2 separate regions of the Sus scrofa genome follow, and region 2 is linked to region 1. Evidence: chromatin contacts called from public Hi-C data. All regions are on one chromosome and are shown on one strand. The core of a region is the stretch at or near the end of the contact, and the rest is flanking DNA. Distances in the headings are between cores, read along the strand shown.

Region 1 (5,077 bases), core at 1,644-4,143:
AAAGACCAAAAAAAAAAAAAAAAAAAAAAATCAGACTGCCTTACTTGAGGGCCGGCCTGCACTTACTAGCTATCTGACCTTGAGCAAGCTATTTCACATCCCCTCAATTTCCTTATTTGGAGACAAACAGTACCAACCTCACAGGGCTATGAGGAGGATTAAATGAGATGTTACCTATAATGATAATGGTGATAATATTTTCTGACAAGTTACCACGCCCCAGGCTCTTAGAACTTCAAGAGTTGCCACAGTGCCTGATACATGGTGAGCTCAATAAATAGTATATTGGTCTCAGGATTGGTCTGTTTATCAGTCTCTAAGCAAAGAATATGAAATAAGCTTATCATGTGGGAGCCCCCAGAACTGTATCAAGGACTAAATCATGGATATCCTAACATGAATGACTGTTTCTTTTATATTATCTGTGGATTCTCAACATGGTACCTCTGACCTCTCTAAAGGAAAACAAATGGCATCCACTCAATAACCACCAAAGCCGGCCCTTTCCTCCACTCTAAGAAACTCACAATCCTTAAAACTATAAGCTCACATCCTCCTAACTCTTGCAGAGAACAGGAAAGCGCTATGAAATTTTTACAACGGCAAAAAATGAGTGTCACAAATTACAGTGACTGAGCAAAAAGTGAAAAATCAAAGGAAAAGGGTCAAAATTCATGAGCAGCATGTTCATCAGAAACAATGCAATTCAGGAGTTCCCTGTGGTGCAGTGGGTTAAGGATCTGATGGTGTCGCTGCAGCAGTTCAGGTTACTGCAGTGACGCAGGTTTGATCCCTGGGCCAGGAACTTCCATGTGCCTCGGGCATGGCAAAAAACAAACAAACAAAAAAAAGTATACCAATTTAAGAGCTCCAGATTTTAGATTCCTTATGAAGTGAAATTAAGTACTTAGAAGGGCTCTTTCTAATGCCAAACCAATGGTTTCTCCTAAGATAATAGGTAGGACATCCAGTTTTGCAGAGATCATTAAAAAAAATTTTAACCTAATAAATTAGGAAAGAAAGCAAATGTCTACTCACCAGATGAACCTGGCAGAGTCTGCTCCCAATGGTCTTCCTTCCAAGCTTTTCTAGAGGTGGTCTTGCCAGAATACCTCTTGTCTGTATCCAAGAAGGAGGCTGATGCCAGCTTTCTAATGGTACCCACCACGGGGAAATCGCCTTCCCCATCGTCCCCTTCATCAAACCTGTCAATCACTCTGGCAGCAGTGGCTGTGGGGAAGGGGAGGAAAGTAATCAGAATCTTCAGATTAGAAGGAACTTTAACGGTAACACTGGGTAACACTGCCGAGGCTTTGAATTCATACTTGAATGTCCTCTACAAAATCCCCACCATGGGAGTTCTCGTGTCTCCGTAGGTTACAAACCCAACTGAAGCCCATGAGGATGCTGGTTCAATCCCTGGCCTCGCTCCGTGGTTTAAGGATCCAGCATTGCCACAAGCTGCAGTGTAGGCCGGCAGCTAAAACTACGATTTGACCCCTAGCTTGGGAACTTCCATATGCCACAGGTGTGGCCCTAAAAAGAGAAGAAAAAAAAAAGTCCCCACCATGAGTTTCCATTGTGGTTCAGCAGGTTAAGGACCTTACCAAAAGCTGGGGGGTGGGGTAGGCAAAGATCGCAGATTCAGCCCCAGCCGAATGTTGCCGTGGCTGTGGCGTGTTTGCCTGCAACTCACATTTGACCTCTAGCCCAGGAACTTCTATATGCCACAGGTGTGGCCACTTTAAAAAAAGCCGCCAAGTTCCAAGAACAGCAAAGTCATTACCTCCCAAGGCAGACCACTTACTCTCCTGCTGCTGTTCCAGAACAAAAAGCTGACTCTCTGCATCTACTAGAAGGATTATTTCCATGTTTTGGATCATAGAAAACTGGTCTAATTCCTCTTTCATCTGTGACTGTCGCTCAAATATTTTAAGTCGGCCATCATCATGTTCTATCTTCACTTCAGCCCATCCCTCAGGGAGTTTGCTTATCCTAGCTAAACAGCCCCAGTTCCTTCAACTGCTTACTTCTAAGACACGGTCCAGCACTCACATTTATCCCTCCTTATTCCCCCTTCCTCACACTTCTCTGACTCAAGCCTAAAGCAGGATTAGACCTTGAACCTCATCTTACAGAACAGCAGCCTTATTCGTCAGCAGCTAAGCAAGTGTGTTGAGGACTAAAAAGGCTTAAATGGCACCACAGAAGCCTACTTCTTCCTTCATCCTCCAAGTAAGTTCTCAGGGGCAGGCAGAGTTGGAAAAAAAAGGGGGGGGGGGAATGAGACTTCCTTCTCCTCATTTCTAATGCAGTGCCATTAAAGACATCCTTAAAGATAACTTCCAACCTGCTACCAGACTCTGGCTCCCTGCTACAGCCCTGCACCAACAGTGAACCGAAGCCTGAGTCCTCCGGATGCTCCGCCCACAGGAGCACCAAGTCTAGAGTGAGCGTCAGGATCCCGAAACCCTCCTCCCCAGACCCGGGGGACACTCTCTGGGAGGCAGTTTTCCTCTGCGCAAGAGGAAACAGAGAAGGCTTGGCGGCGGGGGCCCAGCAGCTGGCCCTTCACACGCCGCCCAGGTCCGCACCCGGCACGGCCCACACACAGCTCCGCACGTGGTCTTGCCCCGGTCAGGCCTCACCCTCCTCCGGGTCCGCTTCAGGATCCGCTTCGCGCGGTCGCGGGTTCAACAACTGTTCCAGCTGTAGCGCCAGAGGCTGCGGCCCCGCCATGGTCACCAGGTCTCGCCCGCGCCGCGCTCGTGAATGTCGCCCTCTCCCTGCCGGGTCCTCCTGCCGGAGACTGCTCCCCAGCACAGCCAGGGACGCTCGGAGCCGGGCGCCCAGCTCCGGATCGGCAACTTCCGGGAGACTCGCGGGAGGGGGCGGGACTTTGTGCGTCACTACGGGCGTTGCTAGGATGAAAGCGGAAACGCCCGGAAGGCTGACGCGCGTGCGCGTGCGCCGAGGGGGCGTGTTGGGCAGCGCGGGAGCGAGCGGGAGCGAGCGAGAGCACGTGGCCGCCGCTGGCGCTGAGCCGAGACTGCGATGCGCGGTGTTTTTTTTGAGTAAAGTACGCTTGAAGATTTGTCTGAGATTGGCTAAAAAGTAAAGAATAGTGTAGCCGCGACCCTTGGTGGCTGATTTAGGGAGGAGGAGTAAAGAGTGAGCGCCTCGAGCTTCACGCGTGCTTTAGGGCACGCACAGACTAGAATCAAAAGCAGGTTTGGCATTTCATAATTTGGAGGAGTTTGGGGTCGGGCACACGCCCCTGACCCCGCGGTGGCCATGACTTGGAAATCCTGCCTCAGGGATGGGCTTGCGTAGCTGTGCAGTGGACTGCTGCATCCTTATTAATAAGAATAATAGAAGTCACTATGGCTGTGAATAAATAAAGGTCGATTCTGTAGCTTCTCCAGAGGAGCCTTGTCTGGGTAGGGAAATGGGGGTGGAGTGGAGATTACTCGTGCACACCAAAAGGTATTAATATCCTTGCTGTTCTTCAAAGATGAGGGCACACTCAGATGCTTGAAACTGGCGCACAAAAGCGGAAAAACTCAGATCTACAGTTCAAGGGGCACAGGTAGAGTCAAATATAAAGACCAAAGAAGAAACGGTAGCCAAGCACATGGAAAGATAAAATCCCTTCACATCCTCTTTCCCTCTTCAAACATTCCTTGACTGCCCACTATGTGGCAGGCGCTGTTAGATGAGATAGAGATGAGTAAGTGATTCTCTCCTGGTGGTGATCAGCCTAGGGGGCCAAACAAGTAAACAGAAACTGCAAAAAGGATTGATGAGGGTAAGTATAAAGTGGTCTGTCTTTCCAGGATCTGTTTGAGGTCACCTGTAAGGACCTAGAAGCCCCTAAACAGAAACTCCCTCAAAAGGATCCAGGAGACAGGGTTAGGGATACCCTATGCCCTGCTTGGGAAAAGCTCAGGCTAATTGGATCCCACAGCTGAACCGCCTGGGAAACCTTCCGTTCTCCAGTGTCTCCTGTGGAACCCAAGGGAACTGAAGGTCCCTGACTTCCCCAGTCTTCATAGGTCCCCATTGTTGAGAGCAAGAAGAGACCACTTGTCCTATGTCCCCTGTCTAGGAGGCTGCAGGGGGGAAGGAAGGCTCTCAGGGTAGACACCCTCAGACATGGAAGGGAAAGAATTCCAGGCTCGGATGGGGGGGTACCCTAGGCAGGGGACTGGGGTGAAGGAAAGTGTTTTGTTTTGGTTTGGATTTTTACCATCTGCAATAGAATTCAGTCCAGAAAAGAGCTCTTAAACAAATAAAATGGAACAAACAAACATATCCCTTGTAATTGCAGCCTGGTGCCCACGTCTGGGGCCTCCAGAGCAAAAGCATGACCATGCTGGGACAGCCATCACCCTTGGCTTCAAAGGACCAAAATGTTTTCCTCACCCCAGATTTAGGAAACTACTTCCCCCAGCCCTCTTCCCTCCCTATTTTGGACGCTAATACAGGAACCTGGCCTTGGGGTAAAGAAAAGGGAGAAAAGAAGGAGGGAGGTGAGGCAGGGCAGAAACAGCCTCTAAGCTGTCATGCAAACAGGGCACTGCTGGATGATTCTGGGCAGAAAATGCCTGCTTCCCTACCCTCCAGTCTCTGTCCTGGTGCCCACTGATTTGGGAAGCCTTTTGAGGACAAAAATCACACACATCCCAGGGCCCCTCAAAATGCTTCCCCTGCTTGCTCACCCATACTGAGGGTAGAGAGGGGATTCAGTGATCAGAGGAAAGGAGGGGTTCTAGGACTTTAGATGCAGCTGAGAAAAGCTGAGGCACAGGCAGAAGGGTAATCTTCTAAATCCCCTCTCTGGGGAGCCCTCCCTACTTGATTATAAGTTTTTGGAGAAGGGAGGAGGGGTTTCCTGATGGGATGGGCTATTTCTAAGACTCTACCTCCTAGAAGAAATGTAAACCTGGACCGCCCTAGTGATGTGAGCAGATGAGATGAGGAGGAGGAAGGGAATAAATGGGAGATGTTCCTAAAACAACGTCAGAAGGTCAGAGGGTCTCCCAATTCACAGTCCCTCCGCCTGCTGCCTGAGGGC
Region 2 (5,077 bases), core at 1,862-4,361, 630 kb before region 1:
GGGAACCTCCATATGCCACAGGAGTGGCCCTAAAAAAATAAAAATAAAAATAAATTCAGAGTTGTTCAGGAGTTCTTGCTGTGATGCAGTGGGTTAAGAATCTGACTGTAGTGGCTTGGGTTGCTTCAGAGGTGTGGGTTTGATCCCCAGCCCGGCACAGTGGGTTAAAAGATCCTTGTTGCCACAGCCATGATGCAGATTCAGTCTCTGGCCTGGGGAACTTCCATGTACAGCAGTTAGGGCCGTAATATTAAAAAAAAAAATCAGACTTGTTTAACTCCAATTATATGCTTATAAAAGTGAAATATACAGCACATATTTAACATGCAATACAATTCTTTCCTCTGAAAGCTGGGAAGCAAGTTGGTTGGATTAATATAATCCCAGGCGTTGGGCTTTTCTTGTTGGTTTTTTTTTTTTTCTTTGTCTTTTTTTTGTTGTTGTTGTTGTTGTTGTTGCTATTTCTTGGGCCGCTCCCACGGCATATGGAGGTTCCCAGGCCAGGGGTTGAATCGGAGCTGTGGCTACCGGCCAATGCCAGAGCCACAGCAATGTGAGATCCGAGCCGTGTCTGCAACCTACACCACAGCTCACGGCAACGCTGGACCATTAACCCACTGAGCAAGGGCAGGGACTGAACCCGCAACCTCATGGTTCCTAGTCGGATTCGTTAACCACTGCACCATGACGGGAACTCCATCTTGTTGGTTTTTTGTTGTTTTTCTTGTTGGCTGTGGCATGTAGTGGTTTGATGTGGGATCTCGGTTCCCAGACCAGAGACTGAACCTGAGCCACACTGGTGAACTACTAGACCACCAGAGAACTCCCCAGAGTATTATTTTTAATAAATAAAGCTATTCCTAGGGATTTCCCCTTCCTCTTGGGTCTATCATATTTACTGAAAACACTTTAACCCTGGCTAAATCCAACAATACAACTTCTTCACAACCTTATCCAAGCAGCTGAATCATGCTGCTTAGTCTCTCTTTTAATTCATTGTCTTTAACTCAAACGGGTCTTCAATGTCCAGCAGTACTGCACCTTTTGGAAAGAGGTGGCTTCATCACAGTCTCCATTTCTCCACATATACCACTCGATCATCTCCATTCACCATGCCCTGAAACTGATAGTATCAGGTCACTAGTGACCTCCACGTTGCCAAATGCTGTGATCTCTGTTCTTTGTCCTCAGCCTCTCAACAGCCTTTGACACAACTGATCAGGACTTCCTTCCTGACACTTTCATCTGGCTGCCATGACACCATATTCCTTTACCTTCCTACCTCACCAGTTTCTTCTCCTCAAACTTTTGTTTTGGAGGTATGTTCTTCTCTACCTCATCCCTAAATGCTGGGGTACTCCAAAAGTCAGTTCTGGGTCCCCTTCACTTGCCAATTCACACAATCTAAGTGATCACATTTAAGTTCATGCTTTTTGATGTGGGTTTGTCACCACTTACATAGGGACTGGATTCCAAAGTCAGCTCATTTAAAAAAAAAAAAAAAAACAACTCAGGAGGTAGAATTATTCTTGGAAATTCCTAAGTCACCCATAAAGTACAGTATGTGTGGTTTCACAGATACTGATTTTTATATATGATTGTGGCCATATTTATGGGCCGAATGGAAGACCAACACTCTATTTCCTAAAATACTCAATTTGTTTTCCTCCCATGTTGAGATAAATTGTTTTTATTGACCAAAAGATGAAGTACTTGGGGCTTTCACAGAGGGGGCGTGTTTTAAGAAAAATACTTATTTTTAAAGATACATCTTTAAAATGTTCCCACTATAAGAGGGAAATAGGGACTGAATGAATCCATCTGAGAGCGCAGCAGATTCACATCCTTCATCTCATCTTCACTCCACGTTTGCTTTCCTTGAGTGTAAAGGAATCACACAATTTAAAGTATTTCTCACACTCTTTGGTTGAATATGTATAACTCAATTTTAACAAACTAAATGCTGGCCTGACATGATTCCATTGTACCATTTATAGGCTGATGACTCCCAAATTTATTTTTCTAGCCCTGACCTTTTCCCCTGAGCTTCAGACTTGTGAAATCAGCCATCTACCTGGACATCTCTACATAAAGTCAATGAGGTATCTTAACATGTCTGAACCATGCCAAGTGATTCCACTTCTCCATGCCTCATCCACACACACACAAAAAGCTGTTCTTCCCTCAGTCTTTCCTAGCATAGTAAATGGCATGCCATCTACCCCAGCTTTGAAATCAAAAACCCAGGAGCGATTCCAGCCATATGAAAGTCATCAGGTGCATTTAGATCTACCTCCAAAATATATGCCAATCTATCCATTTAACGCCAAAGCATGGATACCACCCTAATCCAAGCCACCATCATCACTGCTACTTTAACTGACCTCTCTGTTTCCACTCTTATCCCTTCTGTGGTCCATTCTCTAAAACAGCCAGAGTAATCTTTTATGAAGCAGTCACTCGTTCATCAAACTTTATTGAGAGCACACAGAAATTGGAGATACAGTGGTGAAGCAAATTAGATCTCTGTGGTCCTGGACTTCATTCTAGAAAGGGGAGGCAATGCACATATAAATTTTGTTTGGTACAAACACAATGAAGAAAATGAATATGAAACGTGATGATCATGCTGCACTAGCGTGCTTATATTAAAATCCATATTCCTTTCCATGACCTTGTTATGAGTCTCTAGGATTAGTTTTCATTTGTCCCTCCAACCTTATCTGTGCCACGCTTCCTCACGGTAACCTGGCTCCAGTCACCCTGGTTGCCTTTCTATTTCCTCAAGGTTCCAAACCTTTTTCCTTCTTCAGGCATATGTTTATCTGCCTCCTCTTAGATTAAATATCACTTCATCAGAGTGAACCTGACTCACCTACCTAAAAGTAGCTCTTCTTTCCTTTCTCTATTAATTACACTGTTCTGTGTCACAGCACTTTGCTCTTAAAGAAATTATTCGACTTATTAATACCTTATATCCTCACTAAAATGGAAGTTTTCCGAGGTGAGATTCCCGACGTGTTGTTTACCAAACTATTCCTTTAGGTGTAGAACAGGGACCAGCATTAAGACGATTTTCATAAATATTTTTTTAGAACAAATGAATAACAAAGGATCTCTCACAGCCACCAGGCTCCGCCCCGCCCAGGCACTTCCGCCCACGGTCTAGACCTAGACCTTCTGGGAGAGGAAGTCTTCTGCGCAGGCGCCTTGGGACCGCAAAGCTTTCTGGGTAAAGATGGATGCCCACGATCTGTTTCGCCGGCTGGGCGCCGGGGCCAAGTTCGACGTGAGACGCTTCTCGGCGGACGCAGCACGGTTCCAGGTACTGTGTGCAGGGCGTCAGGAACCCGAGTAACTGAGAAGGGGCAGGGGCCGGAGAAGGAACTAGCTGCTGGGGGAGCCGGCAGTCGGAAACCCTGTGGCGTGGCTGTAGGGTTATTTTCTCTTCTTTGGCGTTCAGCTTACTGCAAGCCTTCTGAATGAACTCTACCCATCCTTCTGTAGACTTAGTTGGGTCCAGCACGGACACGTTTATCCCTGGCCGCCCTATTGAGTTTATTCAAAGTTCGAATTTTTTCTTTAAAAAGTAATCTTTTATCCGAAACTAGGGTAAAGGAATTTGAAAAACAGAAACAGTCCAAAACGGAGAGAACATTCATTCACTGTAGTCTCTCCGGGTTTGTGTTCGCACGTGTACCGCTTTAGGTGGGCGTTTTATTCCCGCAACTTCGCGACGTGTTAAGGAACCAATGAGAAGAGCGTTTTAGAAAAAGGAGTTCTGTGGTTCCCTTGTGGCGCGGCTGGTGTTGTCTTGCAGCCGCTTGGTTTGCTGCTGTTGCACAGGTTCGATCCCTGGCCCGGGAACCTGCCTGTAGGCGCGACCAAAAAAGAAATGGGAGATCTTAACATAGGAAAATAGTGAGTGGTAAATCGGGAGTAGTTGGGGCCCCTTTCGTGAAAAATCTTGAATGTGTCAACCTTGGTGTTGGGACTAGGGACATATTTGTGTGTGGGCAATATGTGTGTTTCTTCTTACTCTGACTGATGGTATAGTGTTATTGTTAAGAGTTTGAACTCTGGAACCATATGAAACGGGTTCAAATCCTAGGTCTGCCGGTTACTAGTTTTGAGACCTTGGTCAAGTTACTTAACCTCTTAATGTCTCCGTTTTTCTCATCTGTGATATTTTTGTTTACCTCGTTAGGACTGTTGAAGGATCAAGTAATTTAATATGTCTAAACATGCTTAGAAGTCTGCCTGATTGCAGTGTTATGCTGATAAGTGTTTATAAGTCTCGGTGGCTATTTTCATTATTATTATTACTGTTAAAAGTTCAGAAAAGGTAACATTTTGGATTCCATTTGCCCAGATACACTTGTCAGCTCAAGAAATATTTGGTGAGAAATAAAAAAGATGAGTGATTTTACCCATATCCTTACTTGCCAGTACTGCCAGGGTGAAATGCCAGTCAGTCCATAGATTTCATTTACACATTTTTGGGGTTTTAGATAGGAAAAAGGAAATATGACTTTGATTCCTCGGAGGCACTGCAAGGACTGGACTTTTTTGGAAGTAAGAAGTCTGTCCCAGGTGAGTGTGGAGCATCAGGAACGCGTCAGGAGCTACAAGATGAAGAGAAAAGAGAGGAGAGCCTCCCTGAAAGGAAGAGGGAGCAGAACAAGAGAAAGAGGAAGAAGATGACTTCAGGTCAGTGCCTGATTTGTGTTTTTTCTCTTTAGTTTTTTCAGTCACAAAAATAATACAAGCTTATGGTTACATATCAGACAGTATTCAGCCATTTGTCAGTTGATGGCATTCAGGATGTTTCTAGGTACTTGTGATTGCAGATAAGGTAAAGATACAATAAAGATACTTGTACATATATCTTTTTGTACAATTATTATTAATATTATTTTATTTATTTACTTACTTATTTTTTGTAATTAACATCCCCAAAGTGAACTCAAGGGTAAAGAGTATGCATACCTCTTTCTTTGAACAGATAACTGCAAAATGACTTCCTACAGCCATGCCCATGCTGGGTATGTGTGGGTATATCTGATAAATTTAGAAG

What was found. A called contact is a pair of places that touch in the nucleus more often than the background predicts.
Region 2: a contact with region 1 is called in a Hi-C map of liver, with 5 times the contacts expected there. The contact joins the promoter of DDX52 here to the promoter of AATF in region 1. A contact is called at or near these places in 2 of 47 Hi-C or Micro-C datasets (heart right ventricle and liver) and 1 of 2 datasets of contacts at active chromatin or transcription factors (alveolar macrophages).

Annotation. Positions count from the first base shown.
Region 1 is chr12:38,459,625-38,464,701 of Sscrofa11.1, reverse strand. It overlaps AATF (protein AATF), which reads right to left and starts at 2,893. Exons shown (of 12, transcript XM_003131707.4): 1 at 2,649-2,893; 2 at 1,039-1,230. The coding sequence starts at 2,739.
Region 2 is chr12:39,093,592-39,098,668 of Sscrofa11.1, reverse strand. DDX52 (probable ATP-dependent RNA helicase DDX52) reads left to right here and starts at 3,111. Exons shown (of 15, transcript XM_013989946.2): 1 at 3,111-3,325; 2 at 4,512-4,710. The coding sequence starts at 3,239.